Linked DNA regions of Arachis hypogaea: region 1 is linked to region 2. Evidence: chromatin contacts called from public Hi-C data. All regions are on one chromosome and are shown on one strand. Each heading gives the region's core, a stretch centred on a gene start, on an enhancer-like site or on the middle of the called end of the contact. The rest is flanking DNA. Distances are from core to core; before and after follow the strand shown. Region 1 holds the start of LOC112722393. Region 2 holds the start of LOC112722392 (putative DNA glycosylase At3g47830).

The links. Hi-C and Micro-C count contacts between places; a contact is called where the count stands out from the background.
Region 1: a Hi-C map of leaf shows a contact between it and region 2, with 2.7 times the contacts expected there. The contact joins the promoter of LOC112722393 here to the promoter of LOC112722392 in region 2. A contact is called at or near these places in 2 of 8 Hi-C or Micro-C datasets (both in leaf).

Annotation. Positions count from the first base shown.
Region 1 is chr11:114,636,622-114,642,127 of arahy.Tifrunner.gnm2.J5K5, reverse strand. It overlaps LOC112722393, which reads right to left and starts at 3,313. Exons shown (of 8, transcript XM_025773399.3): 1 at 3,151-3,313; 2 at 1,612-1,860; 3 at 1,335-1,533; 4 at 1,129-1,238; 5 at 673-751; 6 at 511-578. The coding sequence starts at 1,830.
Region 2 is chr11:114,002,403-114,007,689 of arahy.Tifrunner.gnm2.J5K5, reverse strand. It overlaps LOC112722392 (putative DNA glycosylase At3g47830), which reads left to right and starts at 2,836. Exons shown (of 4, transcript XM_025773397.3): 1 at 2,836-3,299; 2 at 3,414-3,614; 3 at 4,893-4,949; 4 at 5,031-5,287. The coding sequence starts at 2,880. The coding sequence ends at 5,267.

The sequences.
Region 1 (5,506 bases), core at 2,064-4,563, 630 kb before region 2:
AAAGAAATCAACATTCACTTTTTCCTTGTAAGGCATCAGAAGAAAATAGCAATTTATCCAGAAATTAGATCACACTCTTGACGTATATCCCAGGAAACCAATTGTTGGAGATAAAAAGTATGAGTAACAACTGAACAAGGAGGGCATTAGCATACAGATAATACAATCTTAGGCCATTTTCTGATCAGAGTTGAACTAGAGGATGCCTGGACAAAATACGTGTTTTATACTTGGAAAACAAGGCGCACTAGTTCTACTTCAAGGTAATTAATAGCAATCTGCTGAGCAAAGAGCAAAGTTGTTGCTCACAATAAGAATATGATCAACACCGGTAAAATACAATATATGACTTAATAAACAAATAAGCACAACTCTGGTGGTACAAAAAGGCAAGATAATAAAATCAACTTCACATTTTTCTGATATTTCTTGTAGGAAAGCAACCAATCATTAATTGGCAGAAGATATTGATTAAAAGCTTCAAACTAAATTTCTAATTTTGTTACATACCTCAGGGTCATGACCCTTGGCAGCAATAAACAATCCGCCAACACGAACCAGTGGAAGACAATACTCAGCTGGGAATGTAATAAGAGCAATGAACCATACAGGAATAAGAAATCACCAAATGTTGAAGTAGCACAGAATTATATCAGGACATCCATTAACTACCTAACACTCTCATTTCTGCAACTGCCCTAGCCACTGCTATGTCGAATTTCTCTCTGAAGCAATGATTCTGCCCCAAACTCTGTCCTATGCACAATAGAAGACATATTTTCAGGAGTACAAAGGCAAAATAGAAACCAAAATGAAGCATGGTGGAGATTCTTTTGCAGTGTTCAGCTTAAGAAAAGCATCCCAGTTATTCAGGAAAAACCTTGTTACTCTCTTATTTTTCTTTTTCCTGTCCACATTCATAAATTAAGAACGTTATCATGCCACACACTAGAACAAATAGCAAGTGGATTCAAAATAACACCACATGCATTAAAAATGGTAAGGGAGATTGCGTTTCAAATTCCAATACCTTAACTACATAAGAAACTGAAATTAAAATTTCAAAAAGGATCAACAAATATGCATTTACAGTTTCATAATACAAGAATATGGAAGCGTGTGTGTTACCTCTGCTCTTCCTCTTACTATCTGGATATTTGATGAACCGATGATTCCAACAACATGCTCCAAGAATACGCATCTCTTGTTCATGGACTCCATCAGTGTAACTTCCCATTCTACTCCATTTCAATTGCAAAAACAGAGAATATCACAACTCGCAAAAAAGGAACTGAATCTAATTACACAAGGAAAAAAAAGCAGCGAAAATTCACCTGGACAAGCTATGGCCAAAACAACTCCGGGAAGACCAGCACCTGTTCCAACGTCCACGAGGCTAAGCTTCTCATGTGGCGGCGCGCCGCCGCAGCGCGTGCGGTAGCAATCCCTAAGAGGAGGGAGGATCGCGAGCGAGTCCTCGACGTGCCTCTCCATGACTTCATCGGCGTCTTTGACTGCGGTGAGATTCATGCGCTGCAATTGAAAACGCGGAAATTAAGTGTTAATGTAGTTGAAGAGTTGAAAGAATTGGAAAGTATGTATTATGTATACCTTGTTCCATTGGAGAATAGCGTGAACGTAGAGATGGATCTGGTGTCTCTGGCGGGAGGATAGGGATCGGAAGTGGGAAAGAGTGGCGAGGGATTTGACGGTGGTTTTGCGGTGGCAGCGAGTGGTGGGTTTGTTGTTGGGCGTAAGGTGTTTGAAGAAAGTCGCAGGAGAAAAAGTGTACAAGTTGAGAAGCATGCAGCGACTGTTACTAAGCAACATCTCCCAGTGCGCGCTTTTACTTTCCCCGCGCTTCACTCAAAGGAATTTCTTTCAACAGTAGCATTTTTAATCATGATAAAATTGTTAAATATATTTATAAGCATTATTGTAATTTGTATTTGTTTAAAACAATATATATATATATTTTTGGACTTGAAACAATATTTCTTGGACACTAATAAAAATAAAGAAATGTCTTCTTTTTGTTTTTTTGTTTTTTTGCTTTTTTGTTTTTTTTGGTCAAGAATGTCTTCTTTTTGTTAATTCGGCATTTTGCTTAGTCATGGGCTTATGCCCGGTATAGTGCCGTTATTGTATTATGAGTTTATGACTAAGCTTTTGGGACTTCCTTTATAGGGGCTCGGGTGTTAGAACAAACCAGTCAACCAAGAATCCATGAGCCGAAAGAGAAAAGAAAGAAAAAAACAATGGATGCCCTTGCAGTTGAGATTTGGTATAACAAATTTGTCATAGACATGAATTTTAGAAAAATGCTATACATCTAAATTTTTTTATAGTTTAATTATTCTGTTAGTCTTATAATTTTGCGAAATTTTCAATTAGGTCTTATATTTTTTTCTTTTTAATTGAGTCCTTGCACCAATTTTTTTTTTTAAATTGGGTCATTACACTTTTTTTTCCTTTTATTTAGGTTTCTATACCAATTCTTTTTTTTAGTGGGTCCTATAAAATTAAGCCAATTACTACTAAAAGGGACTTAATTGAAAAAAAAAATAGTGCAGAAACCCAATTAAAAGAAAAAAAAGTATATAAACCTAATTGAAAATTTCACAAAACTATAAAGACCAATAGAGTAATTAAACCTTTTTTTATTAACCAAGTCTAACTAAATACTTAAACATAATAAAAATTAGTCATGACTAATATTATTTTAAATCTTATTGTTTATTTGGTTAGACTTACTTCATAAACAAATTTGAATGTACAACATTATTAATCTTGTTTGATTGAGCATAAACTCCTAGCAAATGTCTCAAATTTCCTAGATTGAAGGCGTTAATCTTTTCTCAATAACGCAATGCTTATATAAAAAAAAAGGATAAATTTCCTAAAAGAAAATATTAAAAAAAGTTAAAAAAGAATCAAACAAAAAAGCGAATAATCTTTCTCCCAAATGAAGAAGGGACAAAAACCAAAGAAACTAGAATTTCCTTTTCATTTCTCCAAAAAAATTTTCAATTTTATCTGAGTGATTTTATAATCTTCCAAATTCAATAACCATGCACTTGAATCCACATAAATCCATAACCAAATCATGAATAAAACCATGAAAAATGACAAACCAAGAAATAGAACTACCCAAACATGCTTCTTCCATCATATATGTTTCGCTTTCTGGCGATGGCGATCGTTGACCATGCAACCACCACCTTTTGCGCCACTGCTAGTGAGAAATCCCTTGTTTTACCTTGTTTTCCAGTGAGCCGCTATTGTCTTTGACTTCTCCGTTGATGGCCTCCACCAGTCCACCACCCTCTTCTTCTTCAACAATATTCCCTCCTATGGCTTCTCCCAAATTTACAACCTCACATAATTATTGTAAGAATTAGCTATCAACTTAATGTGTCAGGTCATCTTTTTATAACAACATAGATAGAAGGGCTAATGTAAATTATGTTTTAAAATTTGAGGGTTTAAATTTGGTCAATTAAAAATTGAAAAATTAATTTTGTAGTCTTATGAAGTCATTTTAAGTACAAAAATGCTATTGTACACAGCTTTCAGCCATTCTCTACAAATACGATAAAATACCGGTTTAATTAGGTATCTTTTAAAAATAGGATAACATTCAGCCTTTTATTATAATAATTAAAAAAATTAAAATAAACACAACTAAAAATTATGAATAGATTTATTGTCTTTTTAAAATTAAATACACATTCAAAATACAATCTAAAAAAAATTAAAATTTAAAATTTAAATTTTAAATTTCTGTTTCAGATTTAATATATTTAATTATTAATATATTATAATTTAAATACATATCTAAAAATCAAATTATTCAAAATTCAAAATTTTAATTTTAAAATTATAAAATAAACCTTAAACTATCAAATTATTAATTAAACTCGTACAATAACACTCAAAGAAGTAGAGAAGTCACGTTTGCGCCATGTCGAAAATCCAGAGGCGCACATGGAAAACTCAGAGGTGCACATCGAGAAGTCATCCTCCGCTGTCGGTTCATCCGTGCCACCTTCCTCTTCCGCGCTCATCCTCAACGCTGTCTTCCTCCTTTTCGGCGCTCATTTACAACGCTGTCTTTTTAATGTTTAAATTTAAATTTTAGATTTATGATTTTGGATGTGTTTTAAAAATATTTTATGTATAACTTCATAATTTTAGATGTGTTACAATTATTTTTTAATGTTTAAATTTAGATTTTAGATTTATGATTTTGGATGTGTTTCAAAAATATTTTCTGTATAACTTCATAATTTTAGATGTGTTACAATTATTTTTTAATGTTTAAATTTAGATTTTAGATTTATGATTTTATATTTTCTGTATAACTTCATAATTTTAGATGTGTTACAATTGTTTTTTAATGTTTAAATTTAAATTTTAGATTTATGATTTTGGATGTGTTTTAAAAATATTTTTTGTATAACTTAATATTTTAGATGTGTTACAATTGAAAAAGAAACTGCAATTGAAAATATTTTAGTTTATGTATATAATTATATTCGACCATTCATAATTGTATTATTAACATTTATATTGTATTATTAAAGTTGACTGATTTTAGATGTGTTTTAAAAATATTTTGTATAAAATATCATACTATCAGATGTGTTATAATCGAAAAATAACAACACAATTTTAAATTAATTGTTGATTATAATAATTTTGAAAACTAATAAGTATCGAAAAAAATTTAACTGATAATTTAAATAATAAATATTATTTTCATTTGATCGAATAAAAAATCAAAAGATTAATTGTATTATTAACGTTTAAATTTAAATATTTAAAGTTAGCCTGATTTTGGATGTGTTTTAAAAATATTTTGAATAAAATATCATACTATCATGTGTTATAATTGATAAATAACAAGAGAATTTTTATGACCATATCAACTACATCTTCTCTCTTAAACTCCAGATTTTTTTTGCTTCTTTGCTCAAACTACTTATGTAGATAGTACTTTATTTGCAACAACTTTATTAATAAAATTAAATAAGATCAACTTTGTTCCAATTAAATCAGCAGAGTATTTTTATGTTTAAATTAAAATATAATTAAAAATATTGAACATGGTATTTCTTAACAAATTACATAAACACATGTGTGGAAATTAATGATACCTTTCACCAAATGCAAAATGAGAGAGTACTTCAGCTGGAAGGTGGTGATGGTCTTCACCAATAAAGACGAGATGGAGAATTCAGCTGGCAGCGTCCTTTTTGATTTGGAATTCACTAATGCGTGTGAATGTCCCATAGAATAAAGAATTTAAAAAACTGTATTTGTTACGTAAAGTTACGAAAGTAAAGCAAAGTCACTGTAACCACCAATGAAGTGGGTGGGTTTTAAAATTTAAATTTAAATTAAAATCTAATTATAGATATGTATCTACAAAATAGGAACATGTTACACTAAAAAAATAATTAAATATTATTTAAATCTAATTAAAGACTGATTAAAGACTGAT
Region 2 (5,287 bases), core at 1,587-4,086:
GAATCAGCAATCATATTATATCAACTAATATAATTTCTATCCCAAATCCATTGCCAAGCACAGGATTAACTACAATTAGACAAATGGTAAGAGCCATCCATCATCATCATCATTTTGTTTCAGGTAACATAAAACTTAACATGTATTATGATAATTTAATTTTTTCGGCTATAAATTCAATTTTTTGCTTAATATCTGTATTCTACTCTTTGAAAAATCTAAAATTGAAAGCGCATGATAATGGAGTTGGTCCAAATAACAGACGACGTCATAGTAACATAATTGGTTGGTATTCTATAACAAAATTAATTAAATTAATATACACTATTTATATATTTCTGATGCTTATTATTTAACTTAAAAAAAATTATATATAATAGAGCACTCCTTAATAAAAAATACAAAAAGTTACTAGAATTTGGTGTCCAATTTTTTTTAGACTTCGTATATCCTTACATAATTTATTTCATAAAATAAATTTAGTGGACAAAATAATAATTTTTTTTAATATTCCATCTTTATCATATAGTATATAAATAATTAAAAAATTAAAATAAATAATGTATTCATAAAACTAATAATAACAAATAGAATAAAGAGAAAAAAATTAACATATCGCCTATTTTTTGCCACGTGTATTTTTAAATCTGAGTGATTAAATATATTTTACAAAGTAATAAGTATAAAATGAAAATAAATTTGTTTCTTTAAATTATTAATTTAATAATATTAAATATATAATAAATTTCTAATGTGAAATGTTAACATATTAACACAAAAAATAAAGATAAATTAGAGTATAACAAATAAACTATTTTTTAAAAAATATTTCTGCAATTTTAACGGACAAAATACTCATCATATTATTAATTTATCATAATAAATTAAAAAAATAAATTTAAAAATGTCACAAATTAATGGACGATATTCAAACTTTGAAAAAAATCAATAAAAAAATTATAATAGAAGAATATTATTTTTAAAATATTCTCTATTTTAGAATAAAATTAAACAAATTTAAAATAATTAAAATCACCTTTATACGTGACATAAAAGTTAACTTTAATCATGATAACTAATTTTACTCTTATGAATTCAAATTATGCTTATTATCTGTATTGCTCTTTAAAAATATATGTCTGGAATCATATTATAATGAAGTTGTTCAAGTAAAAGATGTGGTGATGTCCTAACTGGTTAGTACCCTATATATTTAAAACATGTAATAACGTCGTTTTAAGTCATTTTGCCTATACATTAAATCTTAGTATAGAAGATTAACAAAATTAATTAACTTAATTTACGCGATTTGATTTGATTTCTGAGAACTAATTTTTAATTCTTTTAAGATAATCTACAACATATTAAGTTTGTATTTTTTTTTTGTATTAGTATAGGTCGAGACATACACCACTGCTACTAATTCAATGCCTCAATCAATCTCTTATAATGAACCAGTTACAAACAATGCTAAAAGTCATGCAAATATGAAGTTAGTACTCACTTACTCTACTTATATTTTTAATATTTTATCTTCATCGCATAATATTCATTTAAAATATTTTTTGTATTGAATAAATTAAGAGGTTTGATATTGTACACTACTATATAAAATGCCTAATGTTAAACAAAATTATGAATTCTATAATAAAAAAAATAAAACAAATAATTAACAAATACTATAAAGTTTAAATTGGCAATACATTCATAAAACTAATAATAACAATAACTTTGTAATAAAATTTTGGTAACAACATATATCTTTTAAAATTAAATAGTAAAATTAGAAAAGATCTACCTTAAACACAAAATAACAACTATTGAAAAATAGTACAAAAATATGTCTTATTTTATCTCATGTATTTATTAATGTATTGTATAAATTATATGGATCCTTTTTATTATAGAATCTTTACCCAATTAAAAATTTAATAGATAGTAAAAATTGGTCATGAAAAAATGTGTTCTAATTTTTTAAAAAATATCAAAATACTATATTAAATATTATAAGTCAATAGCTAACTAAATTAAAAATATAGATAACATTGTATATATTTTTATGAGTTACCGGACAAATTTTTATTGAATAACTAATTTAAGTACAAACTAAAAAAATGCTACTACAAATATATTATTTAATGGCAATAACCCAATACACATAACATCATTTAGTGATAAAAAATAAATCTTAATTAAATTACAGTAACTAAATAATAAGTCCTTGATGATAAAAAAAAATTATCAAATTAAAATTTAATAATGTATGAAATATAACATAAACACAAAAAAAAAACAAAATAAAATACAATGAATAAACTAATTTTTAAAAATATTTTCGCAATTTTAGCGGACAAAATCTTCATCATATCGTTATTTTGTCATAATAAATTAAAAAAATTAAATTAAAAATATTATAAATTAATAGACGACATTCAAAACTTTTAAAGAAATACAATAGAAGCATTATCATTCTGAAAATACTTTTTGTATATTTTAGAATAGTTGAGAATAAAAATTTACTCTATCGAATATTTCACCTTATATATTACCTAGAACTTTAAACTATGGCGATTTTATATTACCTCTTTGTTATGTGGTTTTATAATTTAACATTTTAAAGTGTTTTATAGTAATTTTAATTTCAACAAAATATGATATAAATAAGATCACGCCAATATTAAAATAAAAAATATTTATCTAATAAATTTAAAAAATAAATAATATATTAATAAAAAAATAAAATTAATTTCTTAAAAATAATAGAAAAGCAGGCTAAATTCGTGCCTGTTGAGCCGCTAGTATATATTAATTTGATTATTAACCCTGGTTAATTGCTTACTAGAAAGAGACGAACTAAGATTAAAGCGTTACACAGAAGAATGGATAAAAAGAAGATCCTCAAGAGGAAGCAGCATCAGCTGCAAGTGGAGGCGGAGCTCCACCGCCTCCCTAATCCGCAACCAAAATCAAAATCAGTTCGTGTTTCTTCTAAATCAGCCACCACTACCGCCACCGCCACCGCCACCGCCACGAATCCATACTCTTCTCACAGTGGCCCCACTCCACAAGAATGCCTCTCCCTACGAGACACCCTCTTAGCCCTCCACGGTTTCCCTCCCGAATTCGCCAAGTACCGCAACCGACAACACGATGACGACAACCACCACCACGCCGCTACCATCCCGCCGGAAACCGTGCTCGACGGTTTGGTCCGAACAGTGCTCTCTCAGAACACCACCGAGTCCAATTCCCAAAAGGCCTTCGATTCCCTCAAATCATCCTTCCCCACCTGGGAACATGTACGTAATTCCATTTCTATTTGTGCCCTAATAATTCACATTGGGGGTTTTTAGTGTAGTTATAAAATTACTTATCTGCTGTTCCAATTCGTTCCTCTTTTTTTTGGGTGGAAGGTGCTTGGTGCGGATTCGAAGGAGTTGGAGAATGCGATTCGATGCGGGGGTTTGGCACCCACAAAGGCCTCGTGTATTAAGAACATGTTGCGTTGCTTGCTGGAGAAGAGAGGCAAGTTGTGCTTGGAGTATTTGCGAGACTTGTCCATTGATGAAGTTAAGGCTGAGCTTTCTCTTTTCAAGGGAATTGGTCCCAAAACTGTAAATCTTCTTTTCCCTTTTGTCTTTTGTTTTCAGCTTATTGATTGCTAATGTTTCTCAATGCAGCATATTGTAGGAACATGTTTTAATTAATGCAGCATATCTTAGTTAGAAGTATTTCCTGGTAGTTTGAGCAAGATTGCATCTGTATATTGCATTAGAAACTTTGTTCTAGCAATGTGTGGTATTTGGCTTGGTTAAATAAATGGAATAGGACTTGATCAATCTGTTAACACAGAGGAGCTTGGAATAGAGGAGGCAGTTTATATTCTATCCTACAGTCCTACCAAGATTCATTTGTTATAGGGATTTGGGATCATTTGGTAGATTGGCTTCTAGGAACAACTTTTGAATAGTAGTGAAGTCCTGAGTCTTGACTAAGTACGGTCAGCTACATGGATTGACATATTTTAAGGAAAAACTTAATTACAAAACAACTAGAAAAGGAGGCTGATGGGCATGTGTCTTTATTGGGATCTTGTGTTCTGTAATTGCTGTGACTGATCACAGCACAATATTGTAGGGTTAAAATCTTGCTCTGACCATCCTTTTTAATGCATGTTGGATTTTCTTATCCAAATATGGTTTGGAAATAATCAGCTTTTCTGTCATCATATTGCTTATGTTATAAGACACTGTTATCTTCATTAATCTTTTGACTAATAGGAGGAGAATTTTCTATTCATGTCTTAATTAAGAAAGACTTCTGTTTTCGGGATATATTGGATACACATTCATTTTCCTCGATTCGTAATAGTAATGGAAATTGCTTCCTTTTTTACAACCAAGAAAAAAATAATGACTGCCTCTCATGGTATGTGTTTAATAGTTTATTGTGCTAATAATCCTTAAAACATGAAGCTAATAACAGTGATGATTCCATTTCTTCCCAGTAGTTAGTATTATCATGCTGAAATTCTAAAATTTCTCCCTCTACTCCCTTTTATTTATCACCATTTCATTTTGGTACATCTTTGAATCAATTGATTTTGATACAAATTGTATTAAGATATGTTGTTCAACTTAAACAAACAGTTAACCAATAACAAAGCTTTATCCCACTAGGTGGGATCAGCTATATGTTTCAAATGACGCCATTGCACTTTGTCATAAATCATGTCTGGAGTCAACCCATTAAGATACATTGTTCAAATAACGCACCAAAAAGTAACAGCAATAGATACAAAAGGAATAGAGGGAGTAGGATTCGATCAAACACAGATGTGTCTTCCATTTCTGGTTTATGTTGGGTTTGCTAAAGTATGGAATTGATAATAGGTGGCTTGTGTGTTGATGTTCAATCTTCAGCTAGATGATTTTCCCGTTGACACTCACGTAAGTATTATGACTTAATCATTCTTTGTACAGAACATGAATTCGTTTTTCTATTCCTAACACAGTTGAATATTTATGCAGATTTTTGAGATAGCAAAAACAATTGGTTGGGTGCCAGCTGCTGCTGACAGAAACAAGACATATCTTCATCTAAACGAAAGGATCCCAAATGAACTTAAATTTGACCTGAATTGTCTCATGTATACACATGGGAAGCTTTGCCGTAAATGCACAAGTAAAAAGGGTAACAAGCAACGAGAGAAATGTGATGATAATAACTCCTGTCCTATATTGAATTATTGTAAAGAACCAGTTTGAACTTTGATGCTCAGAACTTG